2 separate regions of the Zea mays genome follow, and region 1 is linked to region 2. Evidence: chromatin contacts called from public Hi-C data. All regions are on one chromosome and are shown on one strand. Each heading gives the region's core, a stretch centred on a gene start, on an enhancer-like site or on the middle of the called end of the contact. The rest is flanking DNA. Distances are from core to core; before and after follow the strand shown.

The links. A called contact is a pair of places that touch in the nucleus more often than the background predicts.
Region 1: a Hi-C map of tassel shows a contact between it and region 2, with 3 times the contacts expected there. The contact joins the promoter of LOC100501339 here to the promoter of LOC100283477 in region 2. A contact is called at or near these places in 5 of 25 Hi-C or Micro-C datasets (bundle sheath, ear, leaf and 1 more) and 1 of 3 datasets of contacts at active chromatin or transcription factors (seedling).

The regions. Positions count from the first base shown.
Region 1 is chr2:36,711,505-36,718,418 of Zm-B73-REFERENCE-NAM-5.0, forward strand. LOC100501339 reads left to right here and starts at 2,015. Exons shown (of 7, transcript NM_001397835.1): 1 at 2,015-3,648; 2 at 3,736-3,864; 3 at 3,985-4,120; 4 at 4,211-4,299; 5 at 4,390-4,501; 6 at 4,588-4,694; 7 at 4,794-5,429. The coding sequence starts at 2,237. The coding sequence ends at 4,890.
Region 2 is chr2:36,527,430-36,533,575 of Zm-B73-REFERENCE-NAM-5.0, forward strand. LOC100283477 (ATP/GTP binding protein) reads right to left here and starts at 2,942. Exons shown (of 14, transcript NM_001156377.2): 1 at 2,474-2,942; 2 at 1,815-1,853; 3 at 1,643-1,696; 4 at 1,488-1,551; 5 at 1,132-1,190; 6 at 315-439; 7 at 154-213; 8 at 1-6. The coding sequence starts at 2,659.

The DNA.
Region 1 (6,914 bases), core at 765-3,264, 180 kb after region 2:
GCCTTTACGATAGAGATAACAACACTTAGACAAAACCTAGTTTACACAATCTAGATTGTTTATTTGCATAGGTTTTGCTCCTATTTAATTGTGGCCTAGTTTAGAAAGAGTTTTTAGAAGTCATAATTCACCCCCTCTTAGGCATCATCGTTTCCTACACAGTCACCTACTATGTTATGCATCCCGTAGCATGCTGATTGTGTAGCACCGTTCAATAGAAAAGACGCTACCACTGAGATTGTATGTGCCCAAAAATAGTGTTGGAGTTTTCAAGACACAACGAGGACCATGTAGAACACTTTCTAAATCTATGGGGTACCTAGTCTTGGCATCACAGGGAACTCCATTAACAAAGTTGACTAGTCACTAGATTCAACGAGTAGCATGGTGAGAGGGCCTGGCTCAAGGGGACCGATGCCTAGAGGGGCAACTGTCTTGGACTTTGGGGGCACCCATAGACTATATCTCCACCTCCATGGGCTCACTCAGCTCACTCTTAAGAGCTATAGCCTCTCCTACTTTTGGGTCCGAGTTGGTGCGGGATTTGGTAGAAGCCAAGTTCTACTGCCATTCACTAGGGACTCGGACACTATAAGAGGTCTTGAGCATTCATGAGAAATTATAGCAGTTATGAGGGGCTTACAACATTCACTAAGGGTGATCTTAAATGTCTAGAGACATGGATGTTCATGGGAGGGCTCGACACCGATTAGGGCTCTCAAAATTCATTGATGGCTCTAATCTGCATTAGGGCCCTAAGTGTTCACAAAAGAGCCTAATAGTGTCTGAGAGATCTTGGCATTCACTAGCTCTAGGGTTCATCTGGGCCCCTGTGCATTCATGAGAGGGCACGATAACATCAAAGGGCTATCAACACCCATCAATGACTCTTTGAGACTTCTAAGATACCAAGTGTTCGTGGGAGGGCATGCTAACGACCAGGGCTCTCGGCATTGACTGTGTACTATGGCTAGAGACACCTTTATGCTTTAAGTGTTTATTGACACTTTGTCAATGCGCTAGAGGCTCCTAGCACTTAACAACAAGGCCCATGCTCTAACTACATTAGAAGTAGTGTCACAGATAATGGGCTCGTCTTGCCCCGAGGACACCTGTCAGCGTCCCTAAGTATGTGTACCCTAGACACTACAACCAAACTAGATCTATGCGAAGAGGGCAGGCTATGGGCCCCACCTTTGAGGTGGGTCACAAAAAGTTTAAGGGCTACTTTAGAAACTCAAATCTACTCCAGGATTGGAGTGGAATGAAGGGAAAATTACTTTATTTCTTTCTCATTCCCCTCCAACCCCGGAGGGAATTTGAATTTCCAAACTAGTCCTAAATTAAGTTAGATTTTCGATGACCACCCAAAGGTAAGGCGAGTCTTCATTATTTTGCTCTTTGCACTGCGGAGCACTAAAGGTCTGTTTGAATCCACGATGCTAAAGTTTAGGGATGCTCTTCGCACTTGGAGACTCAAATAGGGGTGCTAAAATTGCACTACAATCAAACATGAGTGCTAAAATAGGAGTGTTAAAAGGTACGAAAAGTTAAGTGCTAAACTTTAGCATCCAATAACAATTTAGTTTCTCAAGGCGTGCTAAACTTTAGCACAATGATAAAGTTTAGCATATGAAATCCAGACAGACCTAAGCACTAGGGATGCACTCGAGTTCTTGTTTTATTCGGATCTTTTGTTTGATCTTTATCCATTTGCTTATGCTTCTTGCATGTCTGGGTACAAATGCGAAAACTCCCGTTGTTGATCGTCGGGCATTTGTCTGAGCAATTAACGGCAGTCTTCCATTAAAAAAAACACATATGTTCAAGTGGATTGAGAGATAAATTATTTGAGTTTCTAAACTACTAGTCGCTAAATGACATTACTGGACTACTGGACCCACGCCCGCGGGTTCTCAGAAGGCCCGATAAGGTAAATCCTAGAGCCGACCCGTAAACGCTGAGCGGCCGCTCTAGCAGGTAGCAGCAGTCGCTTCCGTCCCCCTTCCTCTTGTATTCGCTTCGCCGCCCAACCCAGCCTCCACCGCTGCCTTCCCGACCGTTCTCGCCGCCGCTGTCTCCTCGCCCACCACCCCGCACGGCCGGCGACCAGCGCCCACGCGGCCGCTCGATCCAAGGCCAGAACGAGCCCACCACGATCCGCATCACGCCGATATTTTTCAGGTTGTTGGTACGGATCTAGGGTTTTCCTGCTGCGGATTCGTTCGATTCGCTCATGGCCGCTGGGCGCCATGGGGGTTACAGGGACTACGAGGAGAGGGAGCGGGAGCTCGACGCGGAGGCCTCCAGGAGGAGCAAGGAGCAGCACCACCATCTCGGCGGCCGCCACCGCGACGTGGACCGCCGCCGCGATGGCGGGCGCAGCAGGGGTGGTAGAGACTTTGCCAACGGCCACGGTCGCCGACGTTCGCCCCCGCCCAGGAGCCGCCTCGCGGGAAGGCTTGGTGACCGTGAGCCTGGCGAGGTGCTGAGCGGTAGCGCATCTGATGACTCCGGTGGGAGGTCGGATAGAGGGAGGGAAAATGGCGTGCGCAGTTCTAGCAGGGAGGGCGACATGGTGGCAGGCACTGGGATCTCGTCACCGATCAAGAAGAGGAAATTCTCACCGATAATTTGGGACAGGGATAGCCCAAAGCCACCGCATTCTGGTGCAGCCAGGGACAAGAAATCGGTAGAATCTGTTCCTTCTGAGCTCCCTCCGCCGCCGCCGCTGCCACAAGACCACATCCCACTGAGCTTGTCTGTGGAGAAGTCACCTATGGATGTAGAAACTACTGTTGGTACAGAGAGTGCTGAGCAGTTGCCGGAACATGAGGTCAATAAGGTGATAGAGCAGGAAGAGGACTATCCAAGTCCAACAATGAGGAACATATCGACTTCAAGATGGGCGGGTGCAAATGATGATGAGGAAGGTGGGGCAGCTCCAATGAAGAAGAGAAGTGTTTCACCTGCAGACTCCTCTGTACCAGGTCAGTGGAAACGAGCAAGCCCAGAACCTGGTGAAGTCTCTGGAGGAAGGGCAATGTCTAGGTCATCTGATTCAGGGAAAATAGGTAATGATGAGAAAGAAGATTCCGAGGTCGATAAAGATGACTATATGGATGTTGACAGGGAGCATGCTAGTGACAGTGGTACAGAAAACTGTATGTCGGATACTGACTCAGACAATGAAATGTGCAGGCCTGAAACCCCTGAACCAGAGAGGCCACCACACAGGTGTATCAATATGCTTCAAGGTTGCAGAAGTGTTGATGAGTTTGAGAGGCTCAACAAAATTAATGAGGGAACATATGGTGTTGTATACAGAGCAAGGGATAAGAAGACAAGTGAGATTGTTGCATTGAAGAAGGTAAAGATGGAGAGGGAGCGAGAAGGTTTCCCATTAACCTCTCTTAGGGAAATAAATATCCTCTTGTCTTTCCACCATCCTTCAATCGTGGATGTTAAGGAAGTAGTAGTTGGAAGTAGTTTAGATAGCATTTTTATGGTTATGGAGTACATGGAACATGATCTTAAAGGTGTCATGGAGACCATGAAACAACCATATACACAAAGCGAGGTCAAATGTTTGATGCTTCAGCTGCTAGAGGGTGTAAAATATCTACATGACAATTGGGTACTCCATAGGTAATTATCTTTTTTTACCTTTTTCTGTTCACATATAATCTTGAATCTGTTTTTTATGTTGTTGATAGATGGCCATCTTTTCTACAGGGATCTGAAGACCTCAAATCTTTTGCTGAATAACCGTGGTGAGTTAAAAATATGTGATTTTGGACTGTCTCGTCAATATGGGAGCCCATTAAAACCTTATACTCAACTGGTTGTGACTTTGTGGTACAGGTAGGTCATCGGACAACATCAGATTCCTCAGCAGTGTTTTGGTTTTCTTCTAAAGTTATTCAGTTGAGAGTTCTGTTTGGTCAACCAAGGACTCACCTTTCTTGCTCCTTGTGGCTACAGGGCCCCAGAACTGTTGTTAGGAACAAAGGAGTATTCTACTGCTATTGATATGTGGTCCGTGGGCTGTATAATGGCTGAGCTCCTTGCCAAAGAACCATTATTTAATGGAAAAACAGAGTTTGAACAGCTAGATAAGGTATGCAAATTGCTCTGAACTCTTATTTCTGCAGGTCTTGATATAAACTTTTGTTGATGATATCTCATGTTGAAGCTACTTCTTTGGCAGATTTTTAGAACACTTGGCACACCTAGCGAGAAGATTTGGCCTGGCTATGCTAAATTACCAGGCGTGAAAGTAAATTTTGTCAAACAACCGTAAGTGTCTCTACCATAGTACTATTTATACTTTTCTTGTTTTACTGAGTGTCAATTTTGTCTGACAGTTTTTTTTGTTTTTATTGTCAGGTATAATAGGCTAAGGGATAAGTTCCCAGCTGCATCTTTTTCTGGGCGACCAATCCTGTCTGAAGCTGGTTTTGATCTATTGAATAGACTGCTAACTTATGATCCTGATAAGGTGCAACTTTTACTCTCAAATCGGCATTTGATATTCTTATTATCATCATTCGTACCAGTCTGAGCACACTTGTTTCTCTTGTACAGCGCATATCAGCAGACGATGCTCTGAAACACAAATGGTTCTCTGAAGTTCCTCTGCCTAAATCAAAAGACTTCATGCCAACATTTCCTGCTCTTAATGAACTTGACAGGTATTTTTTTAACCATCTCCTTTCACTCTGGTCCAATGCTACGTTGTTCTATTTCATAAATGCAAAATTGATTTCCATATATAATTTGAAATTACACAGGCGTACCAAACGTTATCTGAAGAGTCCTGATCCTCTGGAAGAGCAACGTCTGAAAGAACTGCAAGGGAACATAGGCAACCGTGGGCTTTTTGGCTGAACTAAGAGTACTTGATTGGATTCCTGTCCGTACTAACTGTTATGCTTCACCCTGAATCCACGAGGTCAGATGTCTTCTGAGGTGAGGTGCCATGGACATGAAGTATCACATCTTCTCGGTGTCTAGCAGCGACTGATAGTGTTCTTTAGCAGGCTTGGTGCCGGTTTGAGTGGATAAGGTTTCTCCTTGTGGCCCATCATAGAAATTTTGTTGCAGGATTAACACTCCATCCAGATTGATCATAAAAGCAAATATAAACCGTCTTCATCGTAAGGTGTGACATGTTGGCTTTGAATGGGTACACCAGTTTCACCTTTGGAACTTCTGTATGTAAAATATTCCAGATTGGTACGTTGTAAACAATCCCCAGTGTGTCGGATTTAAATTTAAATAAAACATCATCATTATTAGTTTTCTTCATGCTCCTTGTGCCTTTTCTTTTGATCTTTGCATTTTGTTTGCAAGAGACGAAAGAAGCGCAGGGGAAGGAAGCCTTTTGCTTTTATCAGGAAATCAATGACATTAATACAACTTAGAAGGTAATATATCAAAAGCCAATTGCTGCAAGTGACGTGTTGCTAACTAGAAACTAATGAACGAGGGAGTTCTTTACTGAAAAATCAGGTGCATGAAATGGATGATATCTTATAACTATTTATGTGAACAGACTTAGTGTTAATGTGATATGTTTAATTTCGATGTGCTTGTGCACACAGCATTGTCAGAGCAGTTGCTCCCATATTACAAAGTTGAAAACGAAAATTATATCAAGAAATAACCTACGTGAGATATTTTTTGAATGGATGTTTTCTAGTTGCCATTTCAACTACAAGAAATAAATTTGAGTTCATAGCTATCACTGGAGTGCTTTTCTGAACTTATTTTCACTGCCAATGTATATAGGTGAATTAATTGTGAGATATGTCCACAACAAATTCGGAACTTGAACTAATGTGTGCATCTAACATCTGTTTGGTATTTACCTTCTAACTTGATGTTCTTATGCATCTTCCTTCTTGTGTGCTCTCTGCTTCTCTGTTGGTTAACACATTGATTGAGTTAGAAGTAAACATTAGGTTCTTGTTCTTCACAGCCAAGTGGGTTAGTACTTGTTTCGGAAACAGTTTTAAGAAATGTGGAATAGCAGGAGGATAACTGTTATTGAGAGATCCTTCAACACTGAAAGCATAATATGTTATTCAGCAGTTGGTCATATGTGTGACCAATTGCATAATATGTTGACCTGTTGTTTTGGCCTGTAGTTTGTTGTGCACCTAGGGGTGGTAATGAGCTCTAAATTTTACACTATAAATTTAAGGATCAGGTCGGATTAGGATTGGGCTCTATGTCTATTCGCTTTTGAACTAAAATTAATTAAGGGCTCCAACAAATTGTGAAGAAACATTTGGATCGTGATCCATTACCACCTGCACACAAGTTTTCTAGTAGCTATGACTGGGAGATTGCTTTTCTGCTACCTGTTAGTTTATGATCATTCCATCATTATGTACTCTTCGCTTGGTTATAGCTAGTTATTTATACCACTCAAGAGCTGAGAGTTTGTGGAACTCACTACGGTTGTTGTATGACACATCTGCAGCTAAGCTGTGGCTGCTTCAAGATAGGAAAGTGACAATTTGTGGAGGGCCTTCAAAAGTGTTTTACTAGTGAACCATGGTGGTCAGTGTACTATCCTTGTACATTAATGTAACCGTTCATCTAAGTTATTTGGAGACTATTTGCCTTTTTTTTGTTGTATAGGTTGTTGCTTATCTTCAGCTGACAGTTATAACATTGCTCACAGAAAAACATGAAGCGATTGGTTTCCGCAATAAACAAAGTGAAAGTTAGCATGTAGAGTATTGCAATACGTGCGGTGCCATTTGAAGTTCTGGTGAGGTTTGCTTGCGATAGAGCTCTTTGGGGGCACTTAGAAGTCAGACCCTCGTGCTTATTATGTTGCTGTCCCTGCATGAAATTATTGCACATGCACAAGCAACCTTCATGCAGACCCATTTTTCGTT
Region 2 (6,146 bases), core at 1,692-4,191:
GCAGACCTACAAAAGGTGTAAACCAGAGATTTTGTAACTTGAACCAGTGGTAACAACAGCAGTGCTTAAAAAGGAAATATAACACAACAATGGATGAGCACAAATACAAAACTAAAGCATGAAATTCCAGAAGCATGAATTCATATTACCAACCTCCGCTGCGTGCATCCGAGAGTGAATATTTTTGTTTTCAAACTGTCAATCCTGCTAAGCCTAAAGACAAAGCAAAGCCGAGGTAGAAAATTGAGTTGCAATGACTTAAGAGAAAAATCAATAAGTAGCAAATAATGTTCAACACGATAATACAGAAGTACCGGTCCTCAAGGGGAACATAAGGCACCCATGCCATCTTCATCGCCTTCATTGGCACTATTTCCTCATTTTCCCTTTGGACAGAGTTTATGCCAATTTTGTCTGATGGAGGGAAAGGGCAGTCTACCTGCAAATAAAAGAGTTCAAGTGTCAAATGAGACCCACACCACCCAGAGACTATATTTGACCCATTGAGCCATCATAAATACATATGTAAAAAGCAATACTTGTCACAGCAATTTAGAGTCAAAACACTAATGAGAAGGAAAATATCACCAGCCAAAAACTTTTATGTGGACATCACCAATATTATTAAAGAACAAAAATGATTTATAAGGTATTAAATCTACTACCAAAATATAGTCCCATTGGTAATATCAGTGAACAAATTAGATTAAGTCCCTAGACTTTTTTTACTTTCAAATGTTCGACAGTACTAAATAAAAATTGGAAACACACACCCACCAAAGATGGTATGAATTGTTTGCTAATGCAAAAGTACAAACAGGATTTCTAATTTGTTTACCTAGCATAGATATGACCTAGATGAGTAGATTTTCATGTCCAGCAGTTATGTGGTTTGCTTCTATGGCTAGTGGCTAGCTGGTATCCCCAACAAGTACGGCGAACCTTATTTACTTTCAATAAAAACAGAATTATCCCATGAAAAAGAGCTAGATGTTCATCATAAGATGGTGTGGAACTACAGGGGGCGTTTTCAATAGGTGTGTTTCTAATAACATGTTTTGGGACTCAAAATCATGGAATAAATATACACACAGGATAGGTGTCCAGCCAAGAGGGTAGACAAGAACTTACAGCAACTACGATTGGAATAAGCACTATCTTTGATTCGCCATTAACATCCAATAGTTGGGCTGCATGACAGCAGGAGCCAATTAGTCTTGTATGGAACAATAGTCAGCAGGCTCATAAAACTAGTAAGCAAATGAAACAGATGACCTATACTAAAATCTACTTTATAAATCCAGCACATAAGTAGTGTTGCGCAGATAGAATTGTCGAAATTACTAAACTAATAGCTCTTCAAGTTTAAGATTAAAATTAGCCCAGATAGCACTGGTGTAAAATATTACAAAGACTAACAAACATACATCAAGGACTAATGGCAGCAAATTAACTCCAGAAACTAGCTGAAAACGAAGTGCACTTACGCTCAGTGCTTCCAAACAGATAAACTGTTTTACCATGAAGCTCGCCCCCTTCTTCTAAGGCTTTCTGTTCACCAATAACAACCACATTCATTATGAAGGTGGAACTAAGTACTCAAAAGCAAAATGGATTAAAAGATTAACTTCGATCGCCATACCTCTAAATTTTCAAAGCTCCAGTTGAACTCCTTTATCTTATCAATGTTTTCCCACTGCAGATGATATTGCGAGGTATATAAGTTGTTAGGACAAAACTGTGAGCTATGTCCAAATGTGGATCTCTAACATACACACTACTACAAATGAAAGAAGGGAGGGATGGGAACAAACCTCAGTACCGACAGGAAAAGCAGATAACCATAGATCCTCCTGAACATAGCAACAAATCATTAGTCAAAAACTCAAAATGCACGTAAAGTAAGCAACATCATCATGCAGGGCAGTCAAACACAATCTAAATTGCTATTGTAACTTCCCAAAAAACAAACCTGTTCTGTTCAAGCCAACATGTAAGGAAATGCTTATAGACCATCATGTTATAATTTTTACCTTAAAACCCTTTTGGGGTGGTAATCGAAAATGGTTCTCAAACCTCATATATATCAGCCACAACCAACGGACAGAAGAAAATGTTCGTATGAAACTGCACACTTGCATCGCAAAGCACACATATTTGAAAAAATTCGTGAATAACTAATTCCTAACAGCACAGTAGTGTGTTCCGATTTCCTACTCAGATGAGGAGAATCCAATAGTAAAACCCAAGTACAATAATACATCACCATGGAATGCCACATTTGAGCATTACCAGCTGCAGAATGGAGCCATCATCCCAAGTTTTTTCGACAAATCAAAGCACTGCAAATCTTGACGCTAGAGCTAGAATCGAGAGTGAAGCCGTCCGCGAGCTAATCAGATGAGGACCAAACAACTACTCGGGGATACCAACAACCTAACCCGAGCCAGGCCATCCTACAAAACCAACTCACCAGATTTCTTTTCTCGGCGAAGTAATCCGTCTCGGGCTTGGGCTTGGGCGGCGCCTTGACGCGCTTCCACCGCCCCCGATTTGCCGGCTCCGCCGCCGCTGTCTCCGTCGCCGCCGCCTCCGGCTGGACAGAATCAGTGGCGGCCGCCCGGGGCGCCGTGCGCTTCTTGCCCCTAGGGCGCGCCATTACTCACCGGTTGCTAGGGTTAGGGTTGCGGCTAGCGTTTGGATTGAGCGTTGTGAGATCCGGGCGTGAAATCAACGCTACGCAAATTTGAAGCGGAGAAGGCAGGAGAGGGAAGGCGGCGCAGGCGCGGACCGGGGGGTTCGTGGCTTTACCCTTCTGATGTGCGTTCTGCGGGCTGAAATAGCCGTTGAACGGAACACGCGGCACAGTTTTGGGCCGTCCGATGACAGTTGGTGTGGTTTGTCGAGATGGTGCGGGAATGGGACGAGCCACGAGGGAGTCAGGAGAGAGACAGCAGCGTGGAGAAAATGCTTTTGGGCACTGCTGGAGATCCGCGTCGTTTGGCAGCGAAATTCAAATTAAGTGCGGCTGACAGGTGGGCTCCACCAGTTATGTCGATTCACTGGTTCAGACATTATTTCAGGTACTGTCAGGCCGGTACAATAAGGCTATCCAAAAGAAAGCTAAAATGTCGTCCCAAAAAATATTTTTTAGTGATAGTATAAAAGTTTTTAGGGATAAATTATAGTGTATACTCCAATTAAACAAATGCTGAAAAGAAAATTACACCAAATTAAAAAGAAATCACCTCCTTCTAATCCTCTTTGCGTCGGCCTATAGGTTTCTGGTAAATGGGCCTTCCTCCTACGAATTATTCTACATGGCGCAACCGTCGACGCCATATCCACAAGAAAGTGCCACACGTGAGAAGCTCCAGAAGCTTGCTTCTCCCTGCACACCACCTGATTCGTACGAATCATACCACCGTGACCATGTGACAAACCGTGCAAGTACTAATTGTTGCCATTAGCTGACTTAAGGTGGAGGGAAAGGATTAGGATATGTGTGCACGGATGGTTTGGGGGATTTTTGTTTCACTCAAATTTGCGGGAGGAAGGCTGCTGATACAGGGGAGACGAAAAAATTGGGGAAGTATTGGCAGTCTGTTGGAGAGAAGATTTTGTCTTTTTTCTTTAAAAAATCGTTTTGGGGCTTTTTAGCTCTCTTGGAGTTGCTCTAATCATGCTTACAGCCTCTACCACACCTACTTCCACAACTCTCGTTCCCTCTACCGCTCCACCGGTTCCTACCTCATTTCCGAGAGAGCGACGAGATAGAGGTGCGATTACTTGCTGAGGATCCTCGACTGTTTGACCTTTAGAGAGCCACTGCTGTCAGAGTTTGCCGGTTTAGACACGTGCCAGTGGAGTCCAGGTTTCCAACTCAGAGAGATCATGTCGTAGCTCCTCTCTTCAGTATCCAAACTCAGGAGTCCTTCTACCGCACCCAGCTGACAGCTCAGATCGCCTTGAGGGCTCACCGTCGATTAACCTGACAGCTTTCCATTCAGTAGCTGGTACAGAGGTTGAGGGCCACATCACATACCTACCAGTTCTGTACTCATTGCTGACTTTTGGTCGATACAAAGAGGAGTAGGCCAGAGTATTTTATGCTATTGTTTAGATTGACTCCGGCCATCAGTGGATGAAGTTTCGCTTCGAGCATGAGTACGTCACTATCCATACTACTCAAATCTTAGAGCTCTTTGGATTCCCTAAGTCGTCGACGAGGCTCCACAGTCTTTGTTATGGTAACTCAGACCCTCCTCATCGCCCTCACGGTGGAGTTGCTCCTAATACCGCTCACGTCGCAACACTCTTCAGGCCACCCTTCATAGATAACTCACGGTGCTCTCCTGTAGACTTCACCTTAGCGGTGAAGTTCCTCTATGAGTTGATGAGACGCACCCTGTTACCATGGATGGGATACAGAGAGGCTACCACTCACATTCAGCTTTGGCTCCTAGGTGCTCTGGTATCTCACTCTATGTTCGACGTTGTAGACTTCCTGATCTACGAGATAGAAGACACATTGTTGGATAGCCTCCGTGCTCGGCGTCAGCTGCCCTATGCGCACTACCTCTGCCACATCTTCGCGCAGCTGATCCGGCCACCTCAGTTCCAGGCCGAACTTGACTCCACCAGACTGAAGTTTGGTTTCTACCGCCCGGCACCCGAGGATACGATTCCCGTGAATGCTCCTTTGGATCCTTTGGCCCCTGAGCATCGAAATGAGGACAAGGTGATCCGCCAGCTTGAGGACCAGGCCACGGTTGTTGATACTTCTTTGGACTCTGATGACGAGGACCTAGGAATTCCACCACCTCCTTTGCCACCTCGCACCCATGATCACGAGGCCGGTGGTTCCAGTGCTGCTCCTCCCTCTACACCTCCTGCCATATATCCAGCCCTAACAGCTATAATACAGTCCTTGACCCAGCAGCAAGCTCACTTGGCAGTTGAGCAGACACGTCAGGAAGCCATTCAGCAGCAGATGTCCGAGCGGATGCTCTCAATGTTTCAGACGATTCAAGACCGCCAGGACACTCTTTAGCAGTAGCTCTTGTTAGAAAGGGCGGAGCACTAGGCCTTCATGACTCACATCCTTCAGCACAACGGTGTTCTCGTGCCTCTAGTGTAGCCTGCTCCGCCTCCAGCTCTCCAGACTTCAATGGTACCAGCGATTCAGTTCGGACCACATCTCCAAACTTTTGGTTCGACGTTCTCTCCAATCCGACATGTCACTCTGGACTTCTCGACTCAGGTCGTCGGAGCTATAAGTGCTCAACCACCAGGGCCACCGGTATCAGCTATTGTTACCCTTGCAGCGACCGTCACAATTCTAGCTCCAACGCCAGTAGCTCAGGCATCGTAGCCAGCGTTAGAGTCAGCACCAGCTCTAGCCTCTACCGTAGATCCTAGATCCGAGACTTTACTCCAACCCCTTCTAGCCTTTGCTCTGACTGCTCGCCCTCGAGCTGATGCGCCTGTCCCTCCTTCGTCTTATGGTCTCTAGGTTAGGACGTCCCTTTTGGTGCTTGTTGCCAAAGAGGGAGAGATGAGAATTGTGAGAGCTAGGGGGAGTAAGTTGGGAGAGTCATGGCCTTTTGTTGTAATATATGCATAATACTCTCTGTTATGACTCTCCGCTTTTGTATGTTTGTTGTTGAAAGGGAAATGTGCCCTTAGACCATTTCTATGTGTTTTGGTGATTAAGTGCCTAACACATCACCTTGATCTAACATACAATTGTGATTATGAGCTAAGAGTCAAAGACGAAGCAAACTGAGAATTATAAGGATGAACTGCAAACTCTACAATATTGGAGAAACAAATGTATGATTCTAGCACTTAGTAAATTGTTTTTGGTACTAACTATATTCTACTAAGTGTTAGGAAACTAATCAAATCGAGAGAAATTCAAATGGAGAAGTTTGGCTAAGGCTAGCCAAACTTGCACTAGCCTCGGTGCACCAGACTGTCTGGTGTGCACCGGACAACGTCCGGTGCTCAGGCTGGCGCACCCGGTGAACAAGCCTCTCTCGGGAAATGTAACTGAAAGTCGCCTAGAGGGGGGTGAATAGGGCGAATCTGAAATTTATATACTTAAGCACAACTACAAGTCGGGTTAGCGTTAGAAATATAAA